Linked DNA regions of Sus scrofa: region 1 is linked to region 2. Evidence: chromatin contacts called from public promoter capture Hi-C data. All regions are on one chromosome and are shown on one strand. The core of a region is the stretch at or near the end of the contact, and the rest is flanking DNA. Distances in the headings are between cores, read along the strand shown. Region 1 holds the start of MAP4K2 (mitogen-activated protein kinase kinase kinase kinase 2). Region 2 holds the start of SYVN1 (E3 ubiquitin-protein ligase synoviolin).

Region 1 (6,985 bases), core at 3,051-5,550, 310 kb after region 2:
ACAGGTGGGCTGTTGGGGGACACCCGGTCTTGTCCTTTCCCAAGAGCTGGCTGTACCTGAAAGGCTCGTACATGCGCTGTGACCGCAAAATGGAGGTGGCGTTTATGGTGTGTGCCATCAACCCGTCCATTGACCTGCACACGGACTCCCTGGAGCTGCTCCAGCTGCAGCAGGTGAGGGGCGCCTGTGGGATCCTGGGCCCAGGTGCTTTCCCTTCCTGACCTTCAACTTCCACTTCTATAACTAACATGGGTTAGTCAGTCCTACCCTGGACTTTCCTGGGGTCCTGGGGTTGGGGGGGGTTTAACTGAGATATCAAAGGGATTTGACTCCAGTGAGGGGCTAGTTGCTGAATTCTGGTTTTTCCTACCTGGTGGGAGGTCCGTGCTGGTGCTGGAGCCCCCTCTCTCTGGTTGACTGAGCGCCCTCTTCCCTCCTGCCAGCTCACACTTCTCTCCTTTGGCCCCTAGAAGCTGCTCTGGCTGCTGTATGACCTGGGACATCTGGAAAGGTCAGTAGGGGGACGTGGCCAGGCTGGGCCTCAGGGAGCAGGCTGGGGAGCAACCTGGACTCATAAACCTTTCCCAGGTACCCTATGGCGCTGGGGAACCTGGCAGATCTGGAGGAGCTGGAGCCCACTCCTGGCCGGCCAGACCCACTCACCCTCTACCACAAGGTGGGGACCTCTCAGGAGGGATGGGGTCCCCTTCTACCTGGGGACTGGGAGGGAGCAGGTGAGGAGAGAAGCATCGCCCTCCAGTCCCCGTTTCGTGTTTACCCTGTGCATGCTCCGTGCAGTCAGGGCTGTCCGAGGGGTGTCCTGGTTCCCTGCCTAGGAGTGCTAGGTCCCGGATTTGTCCCCTCAGCCCTTTTTCTACTGCCTGTCGCTGTCCTTCCTGGAGTATGACAGGGGTCAAGTGGTGAGAGCACTGAGGCAGGGGTGTTAACTTAGTGGGGCCTGGGGGCAGGCGGGACATTGGGCTGGGCTTGGGAGGCCTTGGTGCTTTTGTGGGAGTGTGGGGGAAAGCCCAGGAAAGGGGCGGCCCTGAGCTTGGAAGACAAGCCCCTCCCTGCTGCTGTCTGGCCCAGGCCTCAGCAAGCAGACCTGCAGACCCGGGAGGCGCGCCTGGTGGAGAGGATGGCCGGGGGTGAGGTCGTCATGGAGATGAGACTCTAGGATCTTCCTCTTGCCCCCCCCCCGGTGTGAGCCAACGGGCCCTGCGTGCTGCCCAGGGCAGCTGGGGGCCGCCTGCCGAGGCCACTCTGCTCTATCCCCAGGGCATTGCCTCAGCCAAGACCCACTACCGGGACGAGCACATCTACCCCTACATGTACCTGGCTGGCTACCATTGTCGCAACCGCAATGTGCGCGAAGCCCTGCAGGCTTGGGCCGACACAGCCACTGTCATCCAGGAGTGAGGATCCCCCCACGGGGCCCCAGCCCGGCCTTTCTTCCCCTTCCACCCAGTTTCCACCCACCCACATCCAGGAGTGAGGCCTGGGTTCCAAGCCCTGTCCCCTCTCCATCCAGTCACTAGGCAGCCAAAGCCCCTGTCACCCAAGAGGTAGGGACGCCTGATGAGGGCCTCCTGCCTCCCCCCCACCCCCCCATTTCCAACCACCATCACCCAGCTGTGGAACCTGCGTGCCCAGCCCCATGCCCCCCTTCTCACTCTTGCTCTGGGCTGCCAGACACCATGGCTGGTGAGGACCCCAGAAAAGAGACCAGGGCTCCATCCCCTGCCAGGTCCCTGGGGGGTACCCACCATGGCTGAGCCCCCTCAGTGCTCTGCTGCTCTCACAGCTACAACTACTGCCGTGAAGACGAGGAGATCTACAAGGAATTCTTCGAAGTAGCCAATGATGTCATCCCCAACCTGCTGAAGGAGGCCGCCAGCCTGCTGGAGGCTGGCGAGGAGCGGCCAGGGGAGCAGGCCCAGGTAAAGGACTGGCGCTCCAGCCTGTGTCCACCTTCCCACCTGAGCAGGGCTCCCGGTCACAGGACATGGGGCTGCTGCGCGGGACTGGGGACAGCATGAGAAAAGTGGCCCAGCGCAGGCAGAGAGCTACACTCTCTTACACAGTGGCCGAGGGCTTGGGCCTGGGTTAGAGGAAGTGTAGGGGGCGTAAGTCCATCTCTCATGGTCAGTGCCCCTCATTCAGTTGCGGGGTGAGATGGAGGTAAGGGCCGGTTTCCCCTTCCCCCAAGGCCCAGCTACGGACCGGTTTTATAAAAGGAAGGAGGTTCGAGGAATTCTCCACCTCTGCTCCCATCTGCCAGAGCCAGGGCCCTTTGCCCAGGCGAGAGGCCTGGCTGTGCCCTCTGATAAGGGGTGAATAGTGGGTCTGAGTGGTGCCCCCCTTTCCCCTTCCCCAGGGCACCCAGAGCCAGGGTTCTGCCCTCCAGGACCCAGAGTGCTTCGCCCACTTGCTGCGATTCTACGATGGCATCTGCAAATGGGAAGAGGGCAGCCCCACGCCGGTGCTGCACGTGGGCTGGGCCACCTTCCTCGTGCAGTCCCTAGGCCGTTTTGAGGGACAGGTGAGGGGCAGCTGTGCAGGGGGGTGGACAGGTGGTGACAGCAGCTGCAGAGGAGCCAGCCCCTTTGTACCCTGAAGGGGCTCTGCATCCCCTTTGGGTGCAGGTGAGGCCGAGGCCCCACGACGGGATGGCCGAGGCCGGGTCCTGGGCTTCCGGCCGCCCGGCCGCCCGGCCGCCCGCGTGCAGCCTCTTCCTCAGCCTGCCCTCCCCACCGGCGCAGGTGCGGCAGAAGGTACGCATCGTGAGCCGCGAGGCGGAGGCGGCCGAAGCGGAGGAGCCGTGGGGCGAGGAAGCCCGGGAAGGCCGGCGGCGAGGCCCGCGGCGGGAATCCAAGCCTGAGGAGCCGCCGCCGCCCAAGAAGCCGGCGCTGGACAAGGGCCCCGGCGCGGGCCAGGGCGCGGTGCCGGGAGCCCCCCGGAAGCCCCCAGGGACGGTCTCGGGCACTGCCCGCGGCCCCGAGGGCGGTAGCGCGGCGCCGACCCCGGCGCCCGCCGCCTCGCCGCCACCGGAGGGTCCGGTGCTGACTTTCCAGAGCGAGAAGATGAAGGGCATGAAGGAGCTGCTCGTGGCCACCAAGATCAATTCGAGCGCCATCAAGCTGCAGCTCACGGCGCAGTCACAAGTGCAGATGAAGAAGCAGAAGGTGTCTACACCTAGTGACTACACGCTTTCCTTCCTCAAGCGGCAGCGCAAGGGCCTTTGAAGTCGCCGGGCCTCCCCACCCGCCCACTGGGAGCCCGCCCTCCATCCGCTGAGGCTCCACCCCAGCCCCCTAGGGAGCCCGGGCTCCGCCCCCGGCCGAGGGCGCTTAGGCCCCGCCCTCAGGCCCCACCCTACCCGGAACCCAGGCTGCAGGTTCCCAGAGTACAGACTGTACCCAGCGCCCGAACCGAGGGCTTTGCCCAGTCGTTGGAATGTAGAGCCCATCCCCCAGGATCCCAGCTGGCCATTTGAAACCTTACCCTGAGCCCTTCACCAGTCTTTAAAGATCTAACCGCGGGAAACTCGGGCTCCACCTCAGAACCGAGGCTCTAGCCTTCGGCCTGACCAGTGTTGGCTCAAGGTTGCTTCCAGCCCCTAGGGCCGAGGTTTCATCCTAAACCCTAGAAGCACAGGTCCGGGAACCAAGGACCCCGCTCAGCCCCTTAGAGTACATTTCCGCACTTCGGAATTCCATCCTTTGGGAATCCAACCCCCCTACAGCCAAAAAGCCTAAGCAACGCTTCCAGAATTTGGAAATCATAGCTTCCTCCCTTCTCTATCCCATGAGTCCGGGACACGAAACGCTCCTGGCCTGTGTGAATCCTGAGCCCCGCCCCCTTCCTGACCAAACTGGCCCCAGATCAGAGCAGACCTCTCATCCGACCCTTTGGGAACCTCCCTGAGGTCCAGCCCGTCTCGGGGGACCCCGAGGAAATCTGCACGGGTTTGCAAATGGGTGAAGGGAGCCTGATCTCTTCCTGTTTTGTACATAGATTTATTTTTCAGTTGCGAGGAAGATGAATACATTTTGTAAAAAAAACAAAACAAAACTTGTCCGTGTGTCATGTGGGAACTTGCGGGTGGAGCGCCCCCTCCTTCCTCTGCTTTCTAGCCCTCCGGGCTTCGGGCTCCCCACCTGCAGAGCGCGAGGAAACGGTGGCTGGCTTCCCCCTGCGGCCGAGGGCCGCTCCCGCGGGCGCCTCCTCCCGGCCGGGCGGCGGGGCATCCCCGGCCTGGCCCCGCCCCGGGCCCCGGCCCCACCCCCGCGGCCTCGGAGCCACCGGCGCCCGCCCCGGCGGTCCCACCCCGCCCCGCCCCGCCCCGCGCCGCTCCGCGCCGGCTCCGCCGCTCCGCAGCTCGCGCCTGCCCGGCGCCGGGCCATGGCGCTACTGCAGAACGTGTCGCTGCAGGATCCACGGGACCGCTTCGAGCTGCTGCAGCGCGTGGGGGCCGGGACCTATGGCGACGTCTACAAGGTGCGCCGGGCGGCGGGACTGGCGGGAGAGAGGCGAGGAGGGTGCGCACTCCGCGCCCGCTGCGGGATCCAGCCCCCAGCCCCGCCCCCTCCTCATCCCGCTTCACCCCTCCGCCCCTTGCAGGCCCGCGACACGGTCACGTCCGAACTGGCCGCGGTCAAGATAGTCAAGCTAGATCCAGGTGAGGGCCCGGGGCCAGGCCCTTAGCGCCAGAGGGAGGGCACCGCGCCGCGCGGGCGCGATGTGAGGGGCGGAGAGTTGACATTTCCGAGACCCCCTGAGAGGCAGGCCCTGGAGGCACCGTCAGCGGCACCTGTCTGGCCTGGAGGGAGGAGGCACTCTGTGCCCATTTTGCAGATGGGGGCGCCGAGTTAGGGTGAGCCCCACGCGGCCCCTTTAACGAAGCCCCATGTTTCCCAGGGGACGACATCAGTTCCCTCCAGCAGGAAATCACCATCCTGCGTGAGTGCCGCCACCCCAATGTGGTGGCCTACATTGGCAGCTACCTTAGGTGAGGTTGCTTGATCCCTTGCCCGCCCCCAGGCAGCCCCCACGTGGCCCTGCCAAGTGCCCACCCCAGCTCTGTGTCACCCCAGGAATGACCGCTTGTGGATCTGCATGGAGTTCTGCGGAGGGGGGTCCCTGCAGGAGATTTACCACGGTGAGGGCCAGGACTCCAGGGCCCAGGGGACCGCAGCCTTCTCCCCATCCCCTACCCCAACACAGGGCAGGAAGGGAGAGCTGGAGCCCTGGATTTGGGCCCCTGTCCATTTCTCACTGGCTGTGTGACCTTGAAAGAAACACTGTCCTTCTCTGGACTCTGAATCCCAGCCTACGCCGGGAGGGGATGTGGCCGGCTCTCCTTTCACCTAGCAGTGCCTGCTGCTTTCCCCACACAGGGTGGAGCCTGGGAGGGGCAGCATGTCCCCCGGACCCCCATGCCAGCCCTTACCCCTTCCATTTCAGCCACGGGGCCCCTGGAGGAACGGCAGATTGCCTATGTCTGCCGAGAGGCACTGAAGGTAGCTGGGCCCCTAGAGCTGCTCTCACCCTCAATCCCCAGGAGCTGGGCAGGGAGCCCTGTGGGCTGGTGTGTGTGTTGGGGGATGGGGTGGGTGGAGGCCTGAGGCAGAGCTGGCCTGGGGGGCTGTGGGTCCTGGGGGGAAGGGGCCCCCCGGCCCCCCAGCCCTGTTGCCGGAAGCAGCCCATTTCCCTCTTGGCTCAGCCACTTCCTGTTTGGGGAGAGGGGAGGAGGAAGCGGCTTGGGTGGGGGGCCCCAGTCCTGAGAGGGGGTTCAGGAGAGGTGGGAGATGCTGGGTCCCTGCTCTCAGGGGCTCCTCTTCGTCCCCAGGGGCTGCACCACTTGCATTCTCAGGGGAAGATCCACCGAGACATAAAGGTAGGGGTCTGGCCGGGGCATGGTGGGAGCGAGGAGGAGGCACTCGGGGACGCCAGACGGGACCTTCTCTCCTCCGTTCCCACAGGGAGCCAACCTTCTCCTCACCCTCCAGGGAGATGTCAAGCTGGGTCAGTACCATGGGGACACAATCAGGGCGAGGGTTCTTGGGAGCCCCTGGAGCCTTCGAGCCTGCGTTCACCTGCTACTTGTCCTTTGGCAAGTCGCTTTACCACTTGGGCCTCAGTTTCCCTGTTTGGAAAGTGAAAGCGGCTTCCCTTCCTGCTAGACGTTGGATGTGGTTGGGTCTGTATGGAGTCCTACACAGAACCCATCCGGGATAGCAGGTGGTTGGCCCCTGCTGGGACGGGACCTGGCTTTGCCTTATGCCTGGGGCAGCTGTGGCTGAACCTGGGCCACCTGCTGGCTGAGCCCTGCCAGCTGCATGGTGAACCTGAGCCCTGGAGCTGGATGAGAGCGGCCCTTTCCCCTGCAGCTGACTTTGGGGTGTCTGGTGAGCTGACGGCATCTGTAGCTAAGAGGAGGTCTTTCATTGGGACTCCGTACTGGTGAGGCTGCACCTCTGGGGAGGGGGGCGCGGTGGGGGGGAAGCCGTGAGGCACCTGGCTGTCTCACCTGTGACCTGCCTGCCTCTAGGATGGCCCCAGAAGTGGCTGCTGTGGAGCGCAAAGGTGGCTACAATGAGCTGTGTGACGTCTGGGCTCTGGGCATCACCGCCATCGAGCTGGGCGAGCTCCAGCCCCCTCTCTTCCACCTGCACCCCATGAGGTCAGCTGAACACTTGCCTTTGCCCGACCCCGAGAGCCCTGCTGACCCTCGCCCTCTGACCTTGTGGTCTCCACAGGGCCTTGATGCTTATGTCAAAGAGCAGCTTCCAGCCGCCCAAGCTGAGAGACAAGATGCGCTGGTGAGGATCCAGGTTGCCTGCTGGACCCCCCTTTCAGCCAAGCCCCATGGGGGCGGAGGAGCCTTCAGCCAGCCGACTGCCAGGGTGCAGCCTTGAGGGCCCTGCCCCTTCCAGGCCTCCAAAGACATCTGTGGGAGGGGCCTCTGGGCCAGGACCTGTGT
Region 2 (6,640 bases), core at 236-2,735:
GATGTAGTCACTAGAAAGTCACAGATGGCTATACGGGGTAGCCAAACTCAGTGGCAGGTTACAAGCTAAACTGGTCAGGCCAGTTCAGGTCAACAGGTGATAGTAGCAGCAGAATCCAACAGCTCTGGATTTTTTCTTTTTTTTTTTTTTTTAAGGCTGCTTCTTCAGCATATGGAGGTTCCCAGGCTAGGGGTCCAGTTGGCGCTGTAGCTGCCGGCCTGCGCCTGCGCCACAGCGGCGTCTGTGACCTACACCCCAGCTCACGGGCAACGCCAGATGATCTTTAACCCACTGATCGAGGTCAGGGATCCAACCTCCGTCCTCCTGGATACTAGTCAGATTCGTTTCCCCTGAGCCACTGCGGCAACTCCCAGTTAGGGAATTTAGAATCAGACAGACCCGTTGCCAATCCTGGTACTTCTTAAATGTCTGAACCTCCGTTGTCTCACGTATAAAATGAGGACAGCACCACCTAGTTCATAAACTTATGATTGATGATTAAATGAGACGACGGAGGAAAACTCCAGGCACAAAGTGGGCGGTGCATTAGCTCCATTCTGTCAACGAGCCGACTGGGTTGGCTGAAGAAGACACAGACTATGAGCACAGCCCAAGTCTGGGGAAGCTGTGGCTACCGGCCAGGATTGAAAGGATCGCAAAGCACGCCGCATGGAAGTCAATCCCTTTGCAAAGAACATTCCCATCCCAAGATTAGCCAGAATTAAAGATGTTTTCGCCTCGGTCCCAGGAACCTCTCCCTTTCGTGGTGCAGCAACTGTCTCCGTCTGGCAGACCCTGAACCCCTGCCCACCGACTGCGCCTTCGCTACTCTCTGTTCCCAGGAGTAAGATCTAACCCCAGGCAACGCTACCTTCCGCCCCTAGCAACCGCTCACCTGCTTTTCTCTTCCCATAGGTTAACCGATTTCCTTTCTTCTTCTTACTGGTCCGCGTAACTCCATTTCGACCAATCTATAGCAGCCACGGAGACCCAACTCACTCCCACACAACTGGGGGAGATCAAGGAGGATACAAGTCGTTTTTCCTGAACCCATTTCTCTTAGAAAGCATCTAATTTATCAATTTGTTGTGACTCCCCCTGGAATGAGTATCTAAGACATCTTATTTCTCTTAGGCCTGTATGTCTGTCCCTTGCATACTCCCCCCTCCAAATGGTACGGCCCGCACAACGCGCGGAGGAGTGGGGGGGCCGCCTTCCAGCCGCTTTGAGAGCCGGAGTCCGCCGCTAGGTTGAGTCCACTCAGCGGCCAAGACGATACCATCTGTGACTAATAGGGAGACTCTAATCCTCTCCAAGTTGCCTTAATTCCGCTCAGACCACCTCTCGCATCTTTCACTCGAACAGTGGGCACGAACGCCAGAAGGGTGGAGGGACTACTGCTCTTGGCACCAGGGAGAATGAGCAGGGCGCACAAGGGACCGGGGCACTTGGTACGGTCCACGCCCCGCCCCGCCCCGCCCCGCCGGAAGTGAGGTGTCTCACCCCCGAAGTTCCGGCTCGCAGGGGGTGGGGAGTGTTGTTAACCGGAGCCGCCTCCGCAGTCGCGGGGACTGAGCGGGCTCGCGGCGCTGGGCTCCTGGTGAGTGGGCGGGGGTCGGACCCGGGTTGTGGTTGGAGTAGGGGCCTGGACCTTTCCCCTTGAGGTCCCCGGGGTCGGCGCGCCCCCTCAGCCCCGCCGCCAGCTTTCGGCCTGTCAGCTGGAGATAGTTGCCCGCGCGGCCGCGCTCGCAGAGGCTGGGCCCCGCCTGCGACACTCGCAGCTCCTGGCGCTTACAGGTGCGCGGCCGCGGGGTCGACCCGGGTCCCTCTCCGTCCCGCCCCTGCATCCTGGCGGTCGGCCGTTTCTCCGGTGCCCCGAGTTGACACTTCCCCAGGGGGTTGGGGGGCGCCAGGGTTCCAGGCTGACGTACCCCGCCCGCTCCCGCCGGGCGCGCGTTGGAGCTGCCCACCCTGGCAGAGCTGTCACCGACGCTGTCGCCTACCCGGCGGCGCCCCCCAGCGCCTTGGCCTCTCCCGGTCCAGGCCGCCCATTCCCGCTTCTGGAGATTTCTGCGTTTGCATCCCACCCCATCACCGTCACTTTAGGGTCAGTGGGAGCAGTTCCCTCCTCCGACGCTGCTGCCTTTCCTCATTCTTCCCTAGAGGCGGCGGTTTGGCAGGCAGCGTGGAAAGAGTCCTAGCTTTGAAACAAGACTGACCCGGGCTCCAGGCCTTGCGTCAGTGTGGTCGCTTAACCCCTTTGAGGCTCAGTCTTGCCACTTGTGGAATGGGGGAGCATGGGCTCTTCTCGATGCGATGATGGGGGAATGAGGCTTTTCTTTCCCCGGTGTGTTAACACTGCGTCTCAGGAGCTGGGCTAGGTTTGCACGGGGTGGCATCACACAGCTGTGACCTTACCTTTCCTCTCCCACGCAGGTCCCCAGGCCAGGGCAATGTTCCGCACCGCCGTGATGATGGCGGCCAGCCTGGCGCTGACCGGGGCCGTGGTGGCTCACGCCTACTACCTCAAGCACCAGTTCTACCCCACTGTGGTGTACTTGACCAAGTCCAGCCCCAGCATGGCCGTGAGTTCAGGGCTCAAGGAGGGAGGAACTCTCTGGGAGGGAAGGAGGAGTCATCTTGAGCCAGGGGTGGGGCTCGAGCTCAGGTAAGTAGGAGAAAAATCGAGGGAGCCCACAGGCAGGGGGAGCTTTGAATAAATTAGTGATGGGGGGTGTGGAGAGGTTCCTGAATGGTGAGCCCCAAGCAGCGCGGAGCAGAAAGCCGGCTCAAACCATAGCCTCTCCTCCTCACTCCTAGGTCCTGTACATCCAGGCCTTCGTCCTTGTCTTCCTCTTGGGCAAGGTGATGGGCAAGGTGTTCTTTGGACAGCTGAGGGCAGCAGAGATGGAGGTAAGGTGTTCCTGGCCCCAAGGTGAGGGGCAGAGAGCTGGGCAGGCAGAATGTCTGAGCTCCACATCACTCGTTGCCAACCCCTAGCACCTTCTGGAACGTTCCTGGTATGCCGTCACTGAGACGTGTCTGGCCTTCACTGTCTTTCGGGATGACTTCAGCCCCCGCTTTGTTGCCCTCTTCACTCTCCTCCTCTTCCTCAAGTGTTTTCACTGGCTGGCTGAGGACCGTGTGGACTTTGTGAGTCGGGTCGGGGGAGATTTTCTGGAGCGGCTGGGGGGCAGGCTTGTGGAGTGGGCGCTGGGTTGGGGATGCAGGATGAGCTCCAGCCTCCCTGACAGGCCCCTTTCTCTGCTCTGCTTCAGATGGAGCGCAGCCCCAACATCTCCTGGCTCTTCCACTGCCGCATTGTCTGTGAGTGAGATCCACGGGAGAGGAGAGGAGGGAGCTGGAGGGAGAAGAGGCAACATGAAGGACTGGAACAGGAAAAGTCAGTGACCGTGGACCTGTAGCGTAGAGCACAGGCTGCCCCTCGGCCGCAGCTGTACAGGAAAGATAATTTAGGAAGTTAATTTGCATCATCTCTGACCTGTTCCACTCTGGGGCTTTTCAACTGCCTGGCCCCTTAGCTCTTTGCCTCCTCACCTGGAGCTTGGGCCACCTTTGGGCAGAACCGGAGTTCCCAGGGGGCCGGGTTCAGCAGAGTGTGCTCACCTGACTAGATGGCTGGGGCCATGGTGGGCTTGAGGGTGGGAGCTGCCTTAGAGCAGGAAGTGGCTGTCAGGCCCTGGGCTGACCCCACCAACCTCCCATTTGGGGGGTCCCTACAGCCCTTATGTTCCTCCTGGGTATCCTGGACTTCCTCTTCGTCAGCCATGCCTATCACAGCATCCTGACCCGTGGGGCCTCTGTGCAGCTGGTGTTTGGCTTTGAGGTAAAACTGGCTTGGGAGGTTGGGAGGACAAGCCCAAGGTGGCCCTGCGTGTGCCTTGAGTAACTCAACAAACCCTCATGAGCATCTGCTCTGTGGCCAGCCCGCGTGGGCCACCAAGGAGCGGCTATCCATCAGTCCCAGCCCCTGCCCGCTCCACACTTGCTCGGAGGAGAGTGGGGAAGCCATAGAAAGAGCCCCGTGTGGAGGAGGAGCCCTGAGCTGGTGCTCAGGGAAGGCTTCCGGGAAGTTGATGCCAGAGGAGCTGGCTGTTGAGGGACAGAAGGGATTAGCCTGATAGACAACCGGGGCGGCCTGTCCGCTGCAGGGGAAGTGTATGTTCAGTGACAACACAGCTCTTGCTTATTGAGTGCCTACTGTATGCTGGGCTCTGTGCTGAGGCCCTGCGTCTCTTTCACCGAGCAAAGGCTTGCTGTGACAAAGGAGCAGTTAATTCTGTCCTTTACAGACAGGCACACTGAGGTTCCGAGGGCTCTAGCGAGTTGCGCACCGTCTCAGTGGAGGAGCTAGGCGGACGCTGACTGTGTCCAGGCCTGTGCTTGCGGCGCTGTGCTCTGCCGCGGGCAGGCCTGGGGACAGCGGAGTGTGGCTGGAGCGGGGGCTGCAGTCTCACGTCCCCTGTCCGCCCGCCCCAGTACGCCATCCTGATGACCATGGTGCTGACCATCTTCATCAAGTACGTGCTGCACTCCGTGGACCTGCAGAGCGAGAACCCCTGGGACAACAAGGCTGTGTACATGCTCTACACGGAGCTGTTCACAGGTGAGGCGAGCCTGGGCCTCCCCTGACCTGGCCTGGCCTCCCAGGCCCTGCCTGCCACGCCCTGTGACCCGCTGCTCTGCGCCCCTGCCCCCCAGGCTTCATCAAGGTTCTGCTGTACATGGCTTTCATGACCATCATGATCAAGGTGCACACCTTCCCCCTCTTTGCCATCCGGCCTATGTACCTGGCCATGAGGTGAGTCTTGCCCTGCCCTGCTCCCCCCACCCCCTGCTCCTCCTACTGACCCCCACCCCCCCGCCGCCACTTCTACTGAAACTGTCCTCGTAGGCAGTTCAAGAAAGCTGTGACCGACGCCATCATGTCTCGCCGAGCCATCCGCAACATGAACACACTGTAAGTGGGCCAGTCCTAGCCACTCTCCCAAGCTGTGCCCTAGAGGCCGCGGCCTGCAGCTCTGGTCTCGACGTGTCCCTGGCCTGTCCTAACCAGGTATCCAGATGCCACCGCAGAGGAACTCCAGGCCATGGACAATGTCTGCATCATTTGCAGAGAAGAGATGGTGACGGGTGCCAAGAGACTGCCCTGCAACCACATTTTCCACACCAGGTGGGAGATGCCCTGAGGAGCCTGCACACCGGGCAGAGGCTCTGGAAGGCACACCCCCAGGGATCTGCTGACCATTGCCTGGTCTTCCCCCAGCTGCCTGCGCTCCTGGTTCCAGCGGCAGCAGACCTGCCCTACCTGCCGCATGGACGTCCTGCGGGCATCACTGCCGAACCAGTCACCACCACCCCCTGAACCTGCGGATCAGGGGCCACCACCTGCCCCCCACCCTCCACCACTCTTACCCCAGCCCCCCAACTGTGAGTTGCCCCCCTTATTTGGCCATCCAACACACTCTTGAGTCCTTGCCTTGCGTTGGGTAGGGGAGATACTGGGGGGAGTCGAGTCTCTGCTCTCTTGAAGCTCAGTCAGGGTGGGGGCAGGGGGATCACAGGAAGAGACGGGGCTGACTGCGGTCACATGTTACCAGCGCTGAGCTCAGAGCCTGTGGGAGCAGCGGCCAGAGCCCACCCACCAGTCCCTTGCTTGCGATTGGGAGCTTTGTTTGGACCTTTTCTCACCACCGCCCCTTCTCTCTCTGCAGTCCCCCAGGGCCTCCTGCCTCCCTTTCCTCCAGGCATGTTCCCGCTCTGGCCCCCCATGGGCCCCTTTCCTCCTGTTCCACCTCCCCCCAGCTCAGGGGAGGCTGCGGCCCCTCCTTCCACCAGTGCAGGTGAGCCTTTGGGGTTCTGCGGCAGCCAGGGGGGAGGAAGGGAAGGAGAGACCCCTCGACATTCACAAACTTCCTGTTGTCGCCCGTGAGCAGCCCTTTCTCGGCCCAGTGGAGCAGCCACAACCACAGCTGCTTCTCCTGCCTCCGCCCCGGCGCCTGGCTCTGCCTCCGCCCCCGAAGCCGGCCCCGCCTCGGGCTTCCCCTTCCCTCCTCCCTGGATGGGCATGCCGCTGCCTCCACCCTTTGGTAAGGGTTGTCTGGGGAGGCGGGAGGGCGTCAGGCCCAGGCAGCCCGGGCTGAGCCTCTGTCTCCCTCCAGCCTTCCCCCCAATGCCTGTGCCTCCTGCTGGCTTTGCCGGGCTGACCCCGGAGGAACTGCGGGCTCTGGAAGGCCATGAGCGGCAGCACCTGGAGGCCCGGCTACAGAGCCTGCGCAACATCCACACGCTGCTGGACGCTGCCATGCTGCAGATCAACCAGTACCTCACCGTGCTCGCCTCCCTGGGGTACGTCTACAGGGGACCCATGCGGGCAGGGGGGTGTGGGGCTGCCAAGAGAAGGCCCCCAGCAGTGGTTCTTGGCCTTTTTCTCTTCTGCCACCCTGTGACACCTGTTGATTCAGGTATCCTACCTGCGGGCACAGCAGGGTGTCAGGTTCTTGGTGCTTGTCTATCCTATTGCAGAAGGCCTATCTGGACCTAGAGAGGGAGGAGCCAACCTTGAATCTTGTTCCTTTATGTTTTTCTAAAATCAAATTACTTGAAATTATCAGTACTT

Evidence for each region. Promoter capture Hi-C pulls out the DNA fragments that hold promoters and counts their contacts.
Region 1: a promoter capture Hi-C map of fetal liver shows a contact between it and region 2, with 2.2 times the contacts expected there. The contact joins the promoter of MAP4K2 here to the promoter of SYVN1 in region 2. A contact is called at or near these places in 1 of 5 promoter capture datasets (fetal liver) and 1 of 2 datasets of contacts at active chromatin or transcription factors (alveolar macrophages).

What each region holds. Positions count from the first base shown.
Region 1 is chr2:7,360,884-7,367,868 of Sscrofa11.1, forward strand. MAP4K2 (mitogen-activated protein kinase kinase kinase kinase 2) reads left to right here and starts at 4,301. Exons shown (of 32, transcript XM_005660728.2): 1 at 4,301-4,500; 2 at 4,624-4,681; 3 at 4,921-5,011; 4 at 5,097-5,161; 5 at 5,467-5,522; 6 at 5,852-5,899; 7 at 5,985-6,027; 8 at 6,393-6,465; 9 at 6,554-6,685; 10 at 6,762-6,824. The coding sequence starts at 4,405. It overlaps MEN1 (menin), which reads left to right. Exons shown (of 10, transcript XM_003122585.5): 4 at 45-173; 5 at 471-511; 6 at 589-676; 7 at 1,279-1,415; 8 at 1,805-1,940; 9 at 2,378-2,542; 10 at 2,763-4,069. The coding sequence ends at 3,245.
Region 2 is chr2:7,057,959-7,064,598 of Sscrofa11.1, forward strand. SYVN1 (E3 ubiquitin-protein ligase synoviolin) reads left to right here and starts at 1,486. Exons shown (of 16, transcript XM_003122541.4): 1 at 1,486-1,600; 2 at 2,437-2,585; 3 at 2,821-2,913; 4 at 3,001-3,153; 5 at 3,279-3,327; 6 at 3,744-3,847; 7 at 4,501-4,627; 8 at 4,723-4,822; 9 at 4,916-4,981; 10 at 5,078-5,194; 11 at 5,288-5,451; 12 at 5,736-5,864; 13 at 5,958-6,110; 14 at 6,183-6,369. The coding sequence starts at 2,454. SPDYC (speedy protein C) reads right to left here and starts at 1,497. Exons shown (of 8, transcript XM_021082865.1): 1 at 896-1,497.